Linked DNA regions of Mus musculus: regions 1 and 3 are each linked to region 2. Evidence: chromatin contacts called from public Hi-C and HiChIP or PLAC-seq data. All regions are on one chromosome and are shown on one strand. The core of a region is the stretch at or near the end of the contact, and the rest is flanking DNA. Distances in the headings are between cores, read along the strand shown. Region 1 holds the start of Dpp10 (dipeptidylpeptidase 10). Region 2 holds the start of Ddx18 (DEAD box helicase 18). Region 3 holds the start of Ralb (v-ral simian leukemia viral oncogene B).

Evidence for each region. Hi-C and Micro-C count contacts between places; a contact is called where the count stands out from the background. HiChIP or PLAC-seq counts read pairs in DNA pulled down with a chosen protein or histone mark.
Region 1: an H3K4me3 HiChIP or PLAC-seq map of forebrain shows a contact between it and region 2, with 11 times the contacts expected there. The contact joins the promoter of Dpp10 here to the promoter of Ddx18 in region 2. A contact is called at or near these places in 3 of 39 promoter capture datasets (cranial neural crest, hippocampal neurons and second pharyngeal arch cranial neural crest) and 2 of 115 datasets of contacts at active chromatin or transcription factors (embryonic forebrain and forebrain).
Region 3: a contact with region 2 is called in a Hi-C map of CD8 T cells, with 6 times the contacts expected there. The contact joins the promoter of Ralb here to the promoter of Ddx18 in region 2. A contact is called at or near these places in 1 of 39 promoter capture datasets (pre-B cells), 1 of 484 Hi-C or Micro-C datasets (CD8 T cells), 1 of 115 datasets of contacts at active chromatin or transcription factors (large pre-B cells) and 1 of 9 other capture datasets (liver).

The regions. Positions count from the first base shown.
Region 1 is chr1:124,043,302-124,047,964 of GRCm38.p6, forward strand. Dpp10 (dipeptidylpeptidase 10) reads right to left here and starts at 2,258. Exons shown (of 26, transcript NM_199021.3): 1 at 2,071-2,258. The coding sequence starts at 2,142.
Region 2 is chr1:121,564,942-121,569,694 of GRCm38.p6, forward strand. Ddx18 (DEAD box helicase 18) reads right to left here and starts at 3,039. Exons shown (of 13, transcript NM_025860.3): 1 at 2,850-3,039; 2 at 940-1,227. The coding sequence starts at 2,934.
Region 3 is chr1:119,501,583-119,506,145 of GRCm38.p6, forward strand. It overlaps Ralb (v-ral simian leukemia viral oncogene B), which reads right to left and starts at 3,200. Exons shown (of 5, transcript NM_022327.5): 1 at 2,995-3,200.

The DNA.
Region 1 (4,663 bases), core at 1,008-3,507, 2.5 Mb after region 2:
TTCCAATACATGGACTGTATGCATATTACTCACACTTTGAAATCATGTGCAAGCACAGAATCTCTTTTAAATACCCAATTAGAATTAGACTTCTGCAGATGACCACTCTCTGAATATCTGAAATAGCCATTACCAATATTCATGCTAGGGAAATAAATGAATCCACGTTCGAACCTCTCTTACCATGTGAATTTTAAGTGTCAGGTTAATCCTGACAAAGGGATTTGCCACGCATATATATAGTGTGCCTCTGTATATCTGCCTTGCCTCTTGCAAACCTCCCCCACCCTTCCAGAAGCTGTCTGCAGCACCTCAAGTTACCAGCTGGTGTCACAGGTTAGTGAGCAAAAATTTCATGTGTAGACTCTCTCCTGGCTAATCATTCTTATCGGTTACATCCCTCCTGGAGCAGTCGAGAGTCCAAGCCTTGTGGATAAAATTTAAGGACTTCAGCCTTAAAAGGGAAGATTACATCCGTGTTCCTCTCCTGAAATATTTTTCAATAAGTCTGCCAACCAGTCTCTACATGGTGATGTGTGCTGATGGGGGAGGGGGGCAAAGAAGAGGTATAAGAAGAGGGGACATTGTGGAATAAATAATATTTTAATCTTTGCCTTCTTATCTAAGGGCGAAGAATGGGTGGTTTAAGGCTGCAGACGCTTCATAAACTGCAATTTTTACCTCACTAAACAGAGAGAGCTGTAAAGCACTGAAATTTTCCACCTGTGTGAAACACATGTGCAGGGAGATGGGATGGGATAGGAGAGGGAGGAAAGAGACCACAAGCCAGGGGAGATGACCAAGACTGGAATATTAATAACAACATTCCTGGCATCCCTTCCTCTGCTTCAGCATCGCTCTGGGCAATTTGGACAGCTCCTCCAAGGCTACAGTGTTTAGAATACCAAGAGCTGAAGAGCTGGGGTCTACTTGCCTTGTATGGTCCCCCAGCCCAGTCACTGCACTTCTAACTGTGAGCTGAGTGTCTATGCTTAAAACGCCTCTAGCAGCCTTCCACCGACAGTGCGCTCCTTGGGCAAAGAGCTTGGCGCTCCACCTCCTGCATCTCGCTGCGGGATCATCTAGCTCCATAGCATTGCGCTGACCAAGAATGGCCCTCTTAGTCCAGTTGTAATTGATGTAAATATGATCGCATCTCAGGCAGATTCTACAGCCTCCGTCCTCCTTGAGAGAGCTTCGCCTCGCTCCTGATCCCTCCAACTTTAGAAAAAGCGTGACTCAACTCTCAAATCTCCCCCAAACCAGACCCAGGAAACAGACATTTCTCCATAACATTAGGCTACAGATTGTCTAAAGACCCAAACAACACCAACCCAAAAAGGGTGGCAGGTATCAAAGGACGCAAAGGGGACAGTAATAACCAATCAGCCAATACAGGGCACCTTAGTTCTGCAGGGCACCTTAGTTCAGCAGACGCTACACATCTAGACCCAACAAACCACCAAAGCCAGACCTTCCTTGCCATTCTGAATGATAAACGCCTTTTATTCCCTCATGCTCAGTTTCACCCGGCAGACTAGAGAAGTCCTCTTTTCCCACCCTGCTTTTCCATCATGATCCTCTCAAAAGAAAACAGAAGGGAAACTCTAATAGCTTAAAGGTCGTTTGCCTACTTCAGTATCTCCAGCCAGCGCGCGTCTGAGCCAGTGAGACAAGGCTGGACCTGTTCAAGAGCCAGTCTCCAGGACAGCGCTAGATCCATTCCAAATGCGTTCAGCAGAAGTCAAGACTCCCCACGGTAGAACAGATCACCCCTCCATCCCACAGCAGCCTATCTGCCTTGGCACATCTCCAGCCTTTACCTCTCTGCCCGCTTCCCCACGGCTCTCCACCTTGAGCATTCTGACGCCAGAGCGCACTAGGCTGCTCTAAGTTCCTGCTGGGTCCATGGATGAGACAAGAGAGCCTGGGAGTCGGGCGGAGGGAAGATGAAGAGAGGCAAACGTGGGAGCGGATCCTGAGGGACTAATGTGTGTGTGTGGGGGGGGGGGGGACACTGATTGGAGCCACCCCTCCCTGGAGGGATAGTCCCTAGAGGCCAACTCTCACCTGGTCGGCTGGCTGCGACTGGGTTGCCCTGGCCCCTGGGGTGGGTTGCTGCTCCTGCTTCATGGCTGTCATCCCCTTGCCGCCCGCGTCGGAGCTCACACTTCCTCGCGGGCACTTCACACTCGGGGACCGTCACTTGGCAAGCGATCGCATGTCACAGACGCCCCGTCGCTCTCGGAATTGGCGGAAGAGAAAAGCAGCGGCGGCAGCGGTGGGGTTTGGGGGGGGGGGGGGAAGGGGAGCGCCAGGGAGGGGACGGAGAGCGGCAGCAGAAGCAAGTAGTCTCCCTCTTTTGCAGGATCCCTCTTTTCCACTACCGCAGATCCTCGGACTCCCCACTGTCCCCGCCCCCCCACCACCACCCGAAAATGCAGACACCAGATGCGACCAAGTGGCAAGTTAGTGGAGCGGCGGGCGGCTGGCTGCCAGCACCTGATCGCGCCGGAGCGGTGGCTTGCAACGCCGGAGGAGCCAGGCTTTCATTCTACCGCAGTCCGCCACCCGCGCACCCGCACCGCCGCCGGCCCTCGGGGCTCCCCGCACGGTGCTCAGCGCGCCAGGTGCAGCAGCAGCAGTAGCAGTAGTAGCAGCAGCAGCAGCAGCCAGGCTTTGCGCTCCAGCATCTCCCGAGCAACCTTAAAGCGCGCGGGAGACAGCCCCGTACGCGCTCCCCACTGGTGTAGCCCAGGCCGCCAGGCTCTACGGGCTCCCCCCAGCCCCCCGCCCACCCCCCGCGGGCTCTGGATAAAACCCGGAGAAACGGAGTGTGAGCTAGTGCAAAAACCCTTGGTGGCTCCAGAGCGGCCACTAGGCATGCTCCAGCACTTCGAGAAAGCAGGGGTAGCAGGGGAGGGGGTGCGAGGGGGATCCCCGCCTGGGGCCCCACTGGGCGTGTGCGACACCTGTCTGCACCGGAGACATTTGTCCCATACAGTGACCCAAGGGTGTGCATCATCTACTGACTTAAGGCAATAGAAAGGCTTTAACTTCCACCTTGGATTCCTGAGATGGCTGAACGCACTGGAATCCCTAAAGGTTTGTAAAAAAAAAAAAAAAAAAAAAAAAAAAATTGACATTAACCACACATGGTTCTTCTTTCCACATCCTTTTTACTGCATACATTTTTTTTTTTTAATTCTTAAGTTCTTCCTCTCCATTCAAGCCATTCCCATCCCGAGTATGTTTCCCAGAACATTTGTCCAAACAGGAGATAAGAGGAGGGGGAACAAGGGCTAGATTAAGGCTCTGATCCTCTCCATTCGCCTTCCACCTTTCCACCTGTATGCAAGAGCTTAAACTACAGCGTGGAGCCTGGGACCTGGAGCCCTGGTACAAATCAGAAAGTCAGCCTAGTTTAGAAGTGGAGCACTGTGGGCTATAATTATCAAAGGTCACTAATTTCACCGGCACGTACCTGCAGGTGGCTCTGTCCAAGTTGCGCAGAGGAATATATTTTGGTAAATGGAACACAAGCAATGTCCTAGTCTCTGATTTCTGGGTCCACAGAGGATTGCTCATCACTGAAAGGCAAGAGGGAGACAAATATCCCAGCATGGGTTTTCTCCCCGAACCGAGTTGGTCCTGGGGCTTGAACTCTGGTGCTCATGCTCCATACCCGGGAGCATCTTTACCTACAGAGCCAGCTGGTGCTTTGATAAATTCAGTAGTTGGGTAGAAGGAACAGAAACCTTGGTGTTGGGTAGCTGTGTGGGGGTATGGTTAGCTAAGTGCTGTCTCCTTTCCTGTCCCAGTTACTCTATGAAGTTGCCACTTGTCAACTGTCTACCTTTGCTAATTGCGTTACTAGAAAATTATGTTTACCCCCAACAGTCATAAAAACAAATCTGGGTGAAGGCAAACCTTTACTTTTCAAACATCTGTGATCCCTGACTTCTTGTGAATGTTCTATTTGTTCTGTTTGAGTAGAAATAACATTTTGATGGGAATAATTTTACTTGTTGTAAAAGTATAAAGCATGTATAAAAATGAAATACAAGTAAAATAGCTAGTCTATAAATCTAGCAACCCAGATTTTTCCCTTCTATGTCATTTGAGTGGCTGGGGAGACAGCATGCATTATTCAGAAAAATGCGTCCATCTTTACATTTTGCTCATCTCTTCATTATTGGAGTGTACGAATCCTCTCAAGCGATTCCATTTTGGACAATTTGCTCAACGTGAGGGAACTTACTTTATGACAGATTTCTTTCACATGGAGAAAGTATGAGGCAGGAATAGTGGCTTCCATTTGGGATAACTTATTGGATTGAATTCAGTGGCTGAACTTGCATTCACTTTTAGTATTCAGTATAAAATTTACTTTACTTTCAAATCAAGACATAAATTGTTACGTGCTTCACTAACTCTGGTGCCTGGGAGAAAATCTTACTTTCAAGAATAGGTTATTTGAGTCTTTGCCTTTTGTCATGGATACCTATAGTTTAAATTTCAGAAACTTAAATAACATGTAAATTGATTTCCCCAAATAAAATACTCTCTCTATATATAAAATACTCTCTCTCTCTCTTCTCAGAAATGTGAGTAAATGAGACATTGGAACTACAATCTTAGCTTTTCTAGTTCTAACTTGATT
Region 2 (4,753 bases), core at 1,789-4,288:
GAGTTCCAGGACAGCCAGGGCTACACAGAGAAACCCTGTCTCGAAAAACAAACAAACAATCAAAAAAACCCAAAAAACAAAAAAGGATCACCCCACCCCCACAACAACAATTATCTGTGTAGCCCTTCCTGACTGTCCTGGAGCTCAACTTACTAGACTGGCCTTGAACGAAGATTTGCCTGCCCCTGTCTCCTGGGTGCTGGGATTGACAGCGTACACTAACACCGCCTGCCTCTAAAGAAGGGTATTTGAAATCCCACTAAGCAGTATCAGGGCAGCAATTGTGAGTTTCACACTTCAGGAGGAAAGAGGCACATGTTCGACTAAGGCACACAGTGCCCTGTACTATCTGCTCACTTGAAAAATCAATGTCTTATTTATTCACAACTTTCCTACAAGTTATCTTACAGACTCTGCAAGTAAGTACTTATGGGGAAGAGGGCTTACAAAAATATATGGGCAAAAGACAAGTAAATCAAGAGATCAAAGAATGATTAATGTGAAGTACCTTCACACAGAAAAGCCTGGGAGATACTTCCCATCACCATCATCCCATCACCATCATAGATCCATGTTGTGTTCGAAATCACGGAAATATACAAACCCAAAAGACTATGTGATGATAGATCCAGTTTATTTACAAAGCCCAATGAACTGCTCCCTAAAACCCATAGTGGAGTATTATAAATCTAAAGAAATTCTTATCAAATTTGAACTTTTCCCAAGGGCAGCTAACTTAAAACACATACAAATCTAGGGAAAACCTAAAACCCACTTCCCTTGTCTACCAATAAAAGGTGTCTTTTAGCTCCCAGGGTAGACTCATGGTGGTGAGCATAGGGGATGCTTCACACATACAACAATAGAGAAAAGTGACCAAGAGCTGAAAAGCTATCTGAATGACCAATATTAAAACAAAACAAAACACCAAAAACCTACCAGGCCCGGCATCATTTGCCATTTTCCTCTTTTTCTTCTTTTTCTTTTTTACTTCTGAATCAGGAGGTGGTGTTGGTGCTGCTTCTCCGTTGGCTAAAGTTGTGAGTTTCTGGGGTGACTTTTTAACTTTGCCATTTTCCAAGGTCTCCTCAGGCATGCCTCCACTTTGTGCTTCTGCTGAGTCCACAGGCACAGAACGTTTCAGGGCCTTTTTCACTTTTCCACCTTTTCCTGTTTCTTTAGGCACATCTCCATTTTGAGGTTGGGACAGGCTTGTGTCTGATGTTTCTGTTTAAAAACAGAACTTACACTGTGACAAGAGAAAGCTTACTTATAAACACTGACCTTCACAGGAGAAATTATGGGTTTTCTGGAACCCCAATCATTTAGTTTTTCTTGTATGTTCACTGTTAAAACCAAATATTGGTACTCTATTATAGAAAAGGCACATTTTCTTTATGGAAAAAAAAAATGTCAGTAAAGGAAAGTTGTTTTAACTTCAAAAGACCCTATCTGTTTACGGCTATATAGAAATTTGTGACAGAAAAATGTCAGCAAGATCACATAATTAAATCAAATGATTAGTAAACAGCAATGAGGAGAAATATATATTTTAACATTAAGCATTTGGCCTGCTGGTGTTGGCACACACCTTTAGTCCTAGTACATGAAAGGCAGAAGCTGGTGGATCTCTATGAGTTTGAGGCCAGCCTGGTATACAGAGCTAGTACTGGAACAGCCACGGCCAAGTGTCTGATAAATATAACTGAATGATATTTACTTCGCATTCCCACAATTATTACTTATATAATTTCACTTCATTCAAACCCAACTTTCCTAGACTTTGGTGAACTGAAAATTCAGTAAACGAAAACCACTCATTAAAACCCTATTAAAGCCCCAAACTATCCTCACAAGTTTTCCATTTTCATACAAAGAGAATGAAGGCAACACCATCTTTAATTTACATCATTACCCACACCAAGAAGTAGCTACTAAGTAGCATTAATTATTCTACAGGTACTAAGTGAAGGAACATCAATACTTTTGCCTAAAATCCACCATCCCCTCTGGGATGTCTTTCAAATACTATCTGTTGAAAATTGCGTGGGTCTAGACAATTATTCAGCGATCCTCAACATACTGATCTCTCGACCCCCCAACCCCCACTACAGTTGTCTCATACCAGATATTTACATTACGATTCATAATAGCAAAATTACAGCCATGAAGTAGCAACGAGGTTATTTTATGGTGTGTGTGTGTCAACACAATATGAGGAACTGTATTAAAGGGGTACAGCATTACAAAGGCTAAGAACCCCTACAGGTAGGTAACCTAAACAAGCTACAGAAACTGCAACAAGAAAGTGACATGTGTAAATTTTTCATTTAAGCCCTTGTGCCAAAACCAAGACGTTAAGGAATTCACTAAGTTGTGCGCGACAAAAAACACTGGGAGGGTTCTGCCTAACATATGAAGAGGATCGCTGCAGGAATGAAAAGAACGGGTTTGGGGGAGAGAGCTGTATCACTGGGAAAGCTCCGAGGAAAACAATTCGTAAGTTTGGGCAGGGGATGAGATCGAGCAATTAAGTGAAAGTCGGGAACCGTAATGGATACAAAGTTCTACGTGGGGACTAAAGATGCTGATGGGGGGGTCTAGGGTAATCTGCAGGTTTTCTTGCCAATAGAAAGTTGGGGAAGAAAGTCCGAGGCCTCCCGCTTTCACCCTGAGTCGAGAAAGCCACGCCGGCAAAGGGCAGAACCAATGAAGGGTCCACGGGGGCTGGGACCCAGGCGGCCTGCTCGTGCCGCGCATCCCCGGCTCCCGCCGGAAGCTGCCCAGCGCACCGCCGAGTTCCTGGGTTCCCCACGTCGTTCGCCAGTGCGGGGTTCAGCACAGCTCACCTTGCAGCTTCAGGTTTCGCTGCCGCAGCTTGGCATTCCGCTTCTCGATCTTCCTGCGCAGGAGTTTCATCTGTAACTGCGACATCTTGCCAGGCCGCCCAGCCGTCTGCACCGAGACAGATGCACGTGCGCAATTGCAAGTCGGAAGTGTACCGCTGGAGCCTGCGGACCCGCGGGGCGGAAATGCTTCGGGCGGAAACAGTTCCTGGTGAGAGCTGGGTTCCCTTTGGAGACCGAATTTCCTGCAGCGCCCCCTGGCGACTGGAGGACGACTCGTTGTGAACCCGTTCGCCTTGCTAATGGCCCCAGAGTTTTACAAACCAAGACTGCACAATAAAAAAGCCGATTGGAAGACGGAATTCCTTGTGGCTCAGAAGAGTCTCTTTCCCTTCACTGCTAGAGAGGTGCCAGTATCCTGTCAGAAGAGGTTTAAGTCTTAAAACCTTCTTGGGAGACGGGGATGGTGGTGTTCACCTTTAGTCTCAGCGTGAGGGAGGCAAGAGCAAGTGGATCTCTGAGCTGAGACCAGCCTGGTCCACAGGGCAGCACTCCACCCCTCCACCCCAGTGCCTTCCAAACAAAACAAAAAGACTAAAGAAACAAAAACAAAAACCCAACAACAAACCCACTTCAATTTGGACCCTGTATCACACAAACGTCTTTTCTCACCGTATAGTTTTCCCTCAATTTTTCAGGGCGTTGCACTCTTCTTTTCTTTTCTTTTCTTTTCTTTTCTTTTCTTTTCTTTTCTTTTCTTTTCTTTTCTTTTCTTTTCTTTTTTTCTCTTTTCTTTTCTTTTCTTTTTTTCTCTTCTCTTCTCTTCTCTTCTCTTCTCTTCTCTTCTCTTCTCGTCTCTTTCTTTCTTTCTTTTTCTTTCTTTCTTTCACTTTTGTGCTAGTTTGCGGTAGATGTATGGTGAATGACATAGGTAAAACACTGAATTTTTACACAACTTCCACGAAGACAGAAACACAGTTACAGAAAACATACCGACAGGGAAGTTCGTGCGCTGCCTGAGAAAGATCCTGGTTTCAGGATGGACATTTGGGTGATGTCTTCCTTCAGCCTCCATTGTGCATAGATTGTGTGTGTGTGTGTGTGTGTGTGTGTGTGTGTGTGTGTGTGTGTGTGTGTGTGTGTGACAGAGAGAGAGAGAGAGAGAGAGAGAGAGAGAGAGAGAGAGAGAGAGAGAGAGTCAGCAGTCAGTCAGTCCCGGGATGGGCATGCAGATAGAGTCTTTAATTCAGTATTGCAGTTCTGGGTATTGAACCCAGGGCCTCTTTCATGTCAGTCACCATTCAATGGAGCTACACATTACTCCTAAGTCTATAGAAGTATTATAATTGGGGCTGAGGAGATGCCTTAGTCTATAAAGTGATTGCCTTGCAAATACAAGCCCTGAGTTCCATCTACCTCTCATAGGAAGAAAGCCAGTTGTACTGGTGCTCAGAGGCCAGCATCCCTGTAAGACCAGGTCTAGGAGAAACCATGTCTCAAGATGGATAGTGACTGACATCTGTGATGGCTATTCTTGTTGTCAAATTGACTACCTCTGGAATGAACTACAATCCAGAAAAGGAGGGCACACCCGTGAAAGATTATTTTTCTTGGTCTAAAGTGGGTGAATACACTTCTAGTTCAGACCTTTGAGGGAAGAAGACAAACACATTTGATCTGGATCTTAAGGCTGGAAGGTACACATTTAATCTGGGCCACATCTTCCACTGGAAGGTATAAGGACATGAACATGGTCTTTGCCTGCTTGCCTTGGTCTTGCTAGCCCATCTTTTCTTCACTGGCATTAGAACCTACTTCTTTGGGATTTCAGCATATACTGAAGACCAACTGAGACCACCTTGTGGCCTGAGCAACTACTGGATTCTTGGACTTTCTGTTCACAGCTA
Region 3 (4,563 bases), core at 1,950-4,449, 2.1 Mb before region 2:
ACGGTGAGGCTGAAGCTGATGTCAAGAATCATCCTTAAGAAAACCCGTGGCTCACTGGTATGGCAAGACTCGAGAGCTAGCCCACTTTCTCCAGAGATCCCGTCTCCACCTTTGTGTGCTGGAGTTACAGACAGGCTGCCATCCCACCAGGCATTTATTTGGGCTCTGGGGATCCAAGCTCCAGTCCTTCCTTACACTTGTAAGGCAACTGCTTTAAGCACAGAGCCATCTCCGTGGCCTAAGAATTAAAAAATCTCCATCCCCAGCACCAAAGCAACCAAACAGACAAAACATCAAGAACCAGCCCCGAGTACACCTCTAATTCCTCCACCATTAAACATTCACGAGAAACTCTCCAGACTCCATTTAAGGTTCCAATTCTCATGTTTCTATCTTTACGTGTCTAGGTCCTATTTTCCAAAAGCTATCTAGTAACTCACACCCACACTTTCCTGGAACAACATCTCCTCGGGCACAGTAAAACCTCGCTGGGATCTCAGATAAGAGCAGCCGTGCTGTTTCCAGTGGGAAGTAACTGGAAAGGAAGGGGAGGAGCTGGGGAGCAACCCTGGGGATGGGGGCTGCTTAGTCGTGCACAAGGCACTGTCCAACTCCTAGAACATTGTAGTGTGTTTGTGTGTGTGTGTGTGTGTGTGTGTGTGTGGTGTGTACATACACATTGCGCACAAAAATAAAAATTCTGAGGAGGGGGCTAGAGAGATGGCTCAGTGGTTAAGAGCACTGATTGCTCTTCCAGAGGTCCTGAGTTCAATTCCCAGCAACCACATGGTGGCTCATAACCATCTGTAATGGGATCCGATGCCCTCTTCTGATGTGTCTGAAGACAGCTATAATATGTTCATATACATGAAATAAATAAATAAATCTTAAAAAAATAAAATAAAAAGACTCTGAGGAGGTCAGAATCAACAGAGCACCTACAGGGCCCACACCGCAGCTGGTTTCCCCTAACGTTAGTTTCCTGTGAGTGGGACAGACTTAAGACCCCACTTAAAAAGAAAGAGAAAAGCTCCCACGCCAAGAGAGTGCTTAGTGGAGAGAGGGGCTTGCCACACAAGCCTGACAACCAGTTTGGTTCTGAAAATTAAAAGAGGAAGGAAAAGAAAAACTCTACAAAGCATCCTCTGTCTGCCACATGTGTGCATAGCATGCGTGCGTGCGCGCGCGCACGCGCGCACACACACACACACACACACACACACACACACACACACACACCATAAGTAACCTGGTGGGGGCTGGGGAGACGGCTCAGCAATTAGGAGCATCTGCTACTCCTCCAGAGGCCTGCTTGGTTCCCAGGGCCCATGCAGGGCAGCTCACAACAGTTTGTAACTCCAGCTCCAGGGAATCCCAGCCACGCCCTCTTCTGGCTTCCAAGGGTTCCTGTCCCACACATATGCACACATAAAAATAAATCTAAAAAATACAAACATATATACAGATATTTGCATAGTCACATGTAAATAAAATTACAAGAATGCATACACATACACATATATACTCATACACTCATGCACACACACACACACATCACAGCTTCAGCAGGGGGGCATTTCATGGAATCCTAGAACCATGCCCACTCCCACACCTTAAACACTGCCTACTGGATTGGAAGCTGACAGTGGGGGTGGGCAGCCAACTCTTTCAGAGCTCAGAGAAGACAAAGGGCCTCCTCTAGACCACGGCACTAAGAAAATTCCAGAACCAGGCTGGGGATTTGGCTCTGCTGGTAGAGTTCTTGGGCATATAGGAAGCCCAGAGTTCCAGCCCCACCACTGCATGGACCAGGCATGGTAGAATACAGTTATCACAACACTCAAGGGGTAGAGGCAGGAACGTCACATGTTCAAGGTCACTCTAGCTATCTATCAAGTTCCAGGCCAGCCTGCGCTACAAAAGATCATGTCTCATACACACAAAGTTCCAAAACCAGGATCAACCTTGGCTCACACCTCCTTCTCAATATTCAGCACCTCCCTTTATGGCTCTCACAATTTCACCACCTCAATCCAGGCTTAAGCGGCGCCACTTTGACATGTTCTGAGACTTAACATGTAAGATTCTTGCTCTGATTAAAACTATCTTCACTTGGCACATCCAAAGCACACTCCCTGCCCCTCTGAGGATAAGCCTTGATCATTCAATAAACCCAAACTTAAGAAAGGTGGTTAGGAAATGAAAGCAGAGCCAGAGCGAGAGGATCTCTGTTCTTCAGGGATTGAAGGCAAGTGAGGGTAAGAACTATCAGTCCATTCCAGACCCTCTTCCAGAACACCCTGGTAACACCAATCCCTAGATTCCAGGATTCACTTGGAAATGAACTCTAGGAAAAAGGACCCTGCTGTGGGTGCCGCGCCCTCTGGGGACACTCAAGTCTGGGCCACAAGCAAGTCTGAGCCACGAGCTGACTTGGCTCAGAGAACCGGGTCAGGAAAACCCTTCAAGCCACGGTGCTTCTAAAAACCACCTTTGATGCTAGTCACACTCTGAAAGGCAACTGGAAGACAGAATCAAAAAGTAATTCACAACCAACAAATCCCTACAAACTTCTTGAACCCAGCTCCCAGGTCACCCAAAGTACAAGTTCCTACCTTTAAGAAAGAAGTTTGGGCAACATTTTATGGATCTGAAAGGGACGGAGGAAGTGGACCAACTCAGGAGGGAGGCCCGAAAAGGCAGGAAGTGGCCATTTGTGGAAAAAGGGAAGGACAGGCAGCAAGGGAAGAGAAACTGGGGCGCCTCCCCCATGTCCTCAGCACCCCCAGATCCGGCTGGGAGTCTCTCCGGCTTTCCCAAAAGACACCTTTCAAGCCAAGCGGGGCGCAGTCCGGGGCGTTGTCCTTCATGAGACGTGTCCCTCCCTCCCAACGTGGAACTAGGAGGCCTGCAATCGCGCGGAGAGCGTACTCACTTCCCTATCCTAGGGCGCACCCCTCGTCTGCGGTCCCCTGCGGGGCACAGCATCCTTACCTGGGGGAGCCGTCCCACCGCCGCTCTGGCTATGCGCACAACCAGAATCGCCGCTCTCACGAGCGCCCCGCCCCGTCCTGGGGCCGGACCCCAGCTGTCCCCAGTCGATTTGTCATTGAGGAGTGGTGAGCTCGCGCGTCCCCACCCCCCGGAGCGCGTTCCCGCTGTCCGCCCGGCAACCCTGTCCTCTCCAGAGGCAGCCCTCCCTTCCGTTCTCCGAGGCCACGCCTATTGACCAATCCGAAGAGGTACTTCCAAACCTTCACCAATGAGAAAACACATTGAGTGTGTGGGCGTGGCACCCACGGAACGGCCCCACCCATTCCCCCTTCCTTTCGGCTCCCCAGCCGGACTCGCGCACGTGACCGCTGCTGCAGTGGCAGAGCTTGGGAACTGGTCTGGGGACGCCGGGGCGTGGGCGGGTGCACTCCTGGGGAAGCCGGAGCCAGGCCAGAGTTGTGAAAAAGCCAAGAAAGACTGAGCTGATAGAAGCCAATGAGGAGGACTGTGTGGCCAAGTGTGGCCTGCGCCCTAGTGTGGAAGGTGATAAGCAGCTTTGAAGACCCTTGGTCAGGGACTGGAAACTCCAGGTGGCATCGCCTCTAGCTTCGCCCATGACACCCTACTAGTAAAGGAATTACAGCTATTAATTTGACCTAGGTCACAGGCCAGGTCAGGAACCCTAACCCTAGCTATAGCCAGCGGCAAGAACTACAAGCTGCAGGCTGCCCTTCATCACCCTCCTACGCTCAGGAGCTTATTTTCTTACGCGTTTTCGACTAGGGTTGATTTTCCCAGCTGAACATTAGCCACTTCTCACTGCCACAGTTGTGTGATACCCCACCCACCCGTACGAACTGGTGCTTTTCACTGTATGGTAATTAATAATTCAACGTTTGTTTCTGATCTTTAAGGAGGGAAACAGTGATAACCGTAGCCCGCACTGTGTAATTATTCTTGCTGATAATTCTAAACTAGGATACTTGTATATTATATCAGAGGCTTTTGTGCTTTGTTTAAATGGTTCCATACCAGCAACTAACAGACCTAGTCCTCCCACTGACAGCATAAGGAGAAGCCAAGTCTCCCTGGGCTAGCAGGTGGCTGGAGGGGTAAAGACACCCGCAGAGACAAGCCCCACAGCCTCAACAGACTTGGACCCCTGTAGACCCCTGGGAACCACATAATGGGAAGAGAAAACTGGCTCCCTCAAGTTGTCCTCTGATGTGCACTCCCTCTTCTCTCTCTCTCTCTCTCTCTCTCTCTCAACCTTCCTCCCTCTGCACACGCAAATTTAAAAGAAAGAAAAACTGCCAGGGCTCTTAAAAAAAAAGATTTATTTTATGTGCATGGGGGTTTCTTTCTCTTTTTGGGGGGTGGTGGTGGGAGGGGAGGGGTGGTCTTATTTTATTGTTTTTTGTTTTTTGTGTGAGACAGGGTTTCTCTGTGTGACTGCCCTGGCTGTCCTGGAATTCACTTTGTAGACCAGGCTGGCCTCAGACTCATAAAGATCTGCCTGTCTCTGCCTCCTAGTACTGGCATTGAAGGCATGCAACACCATGCCTGGCT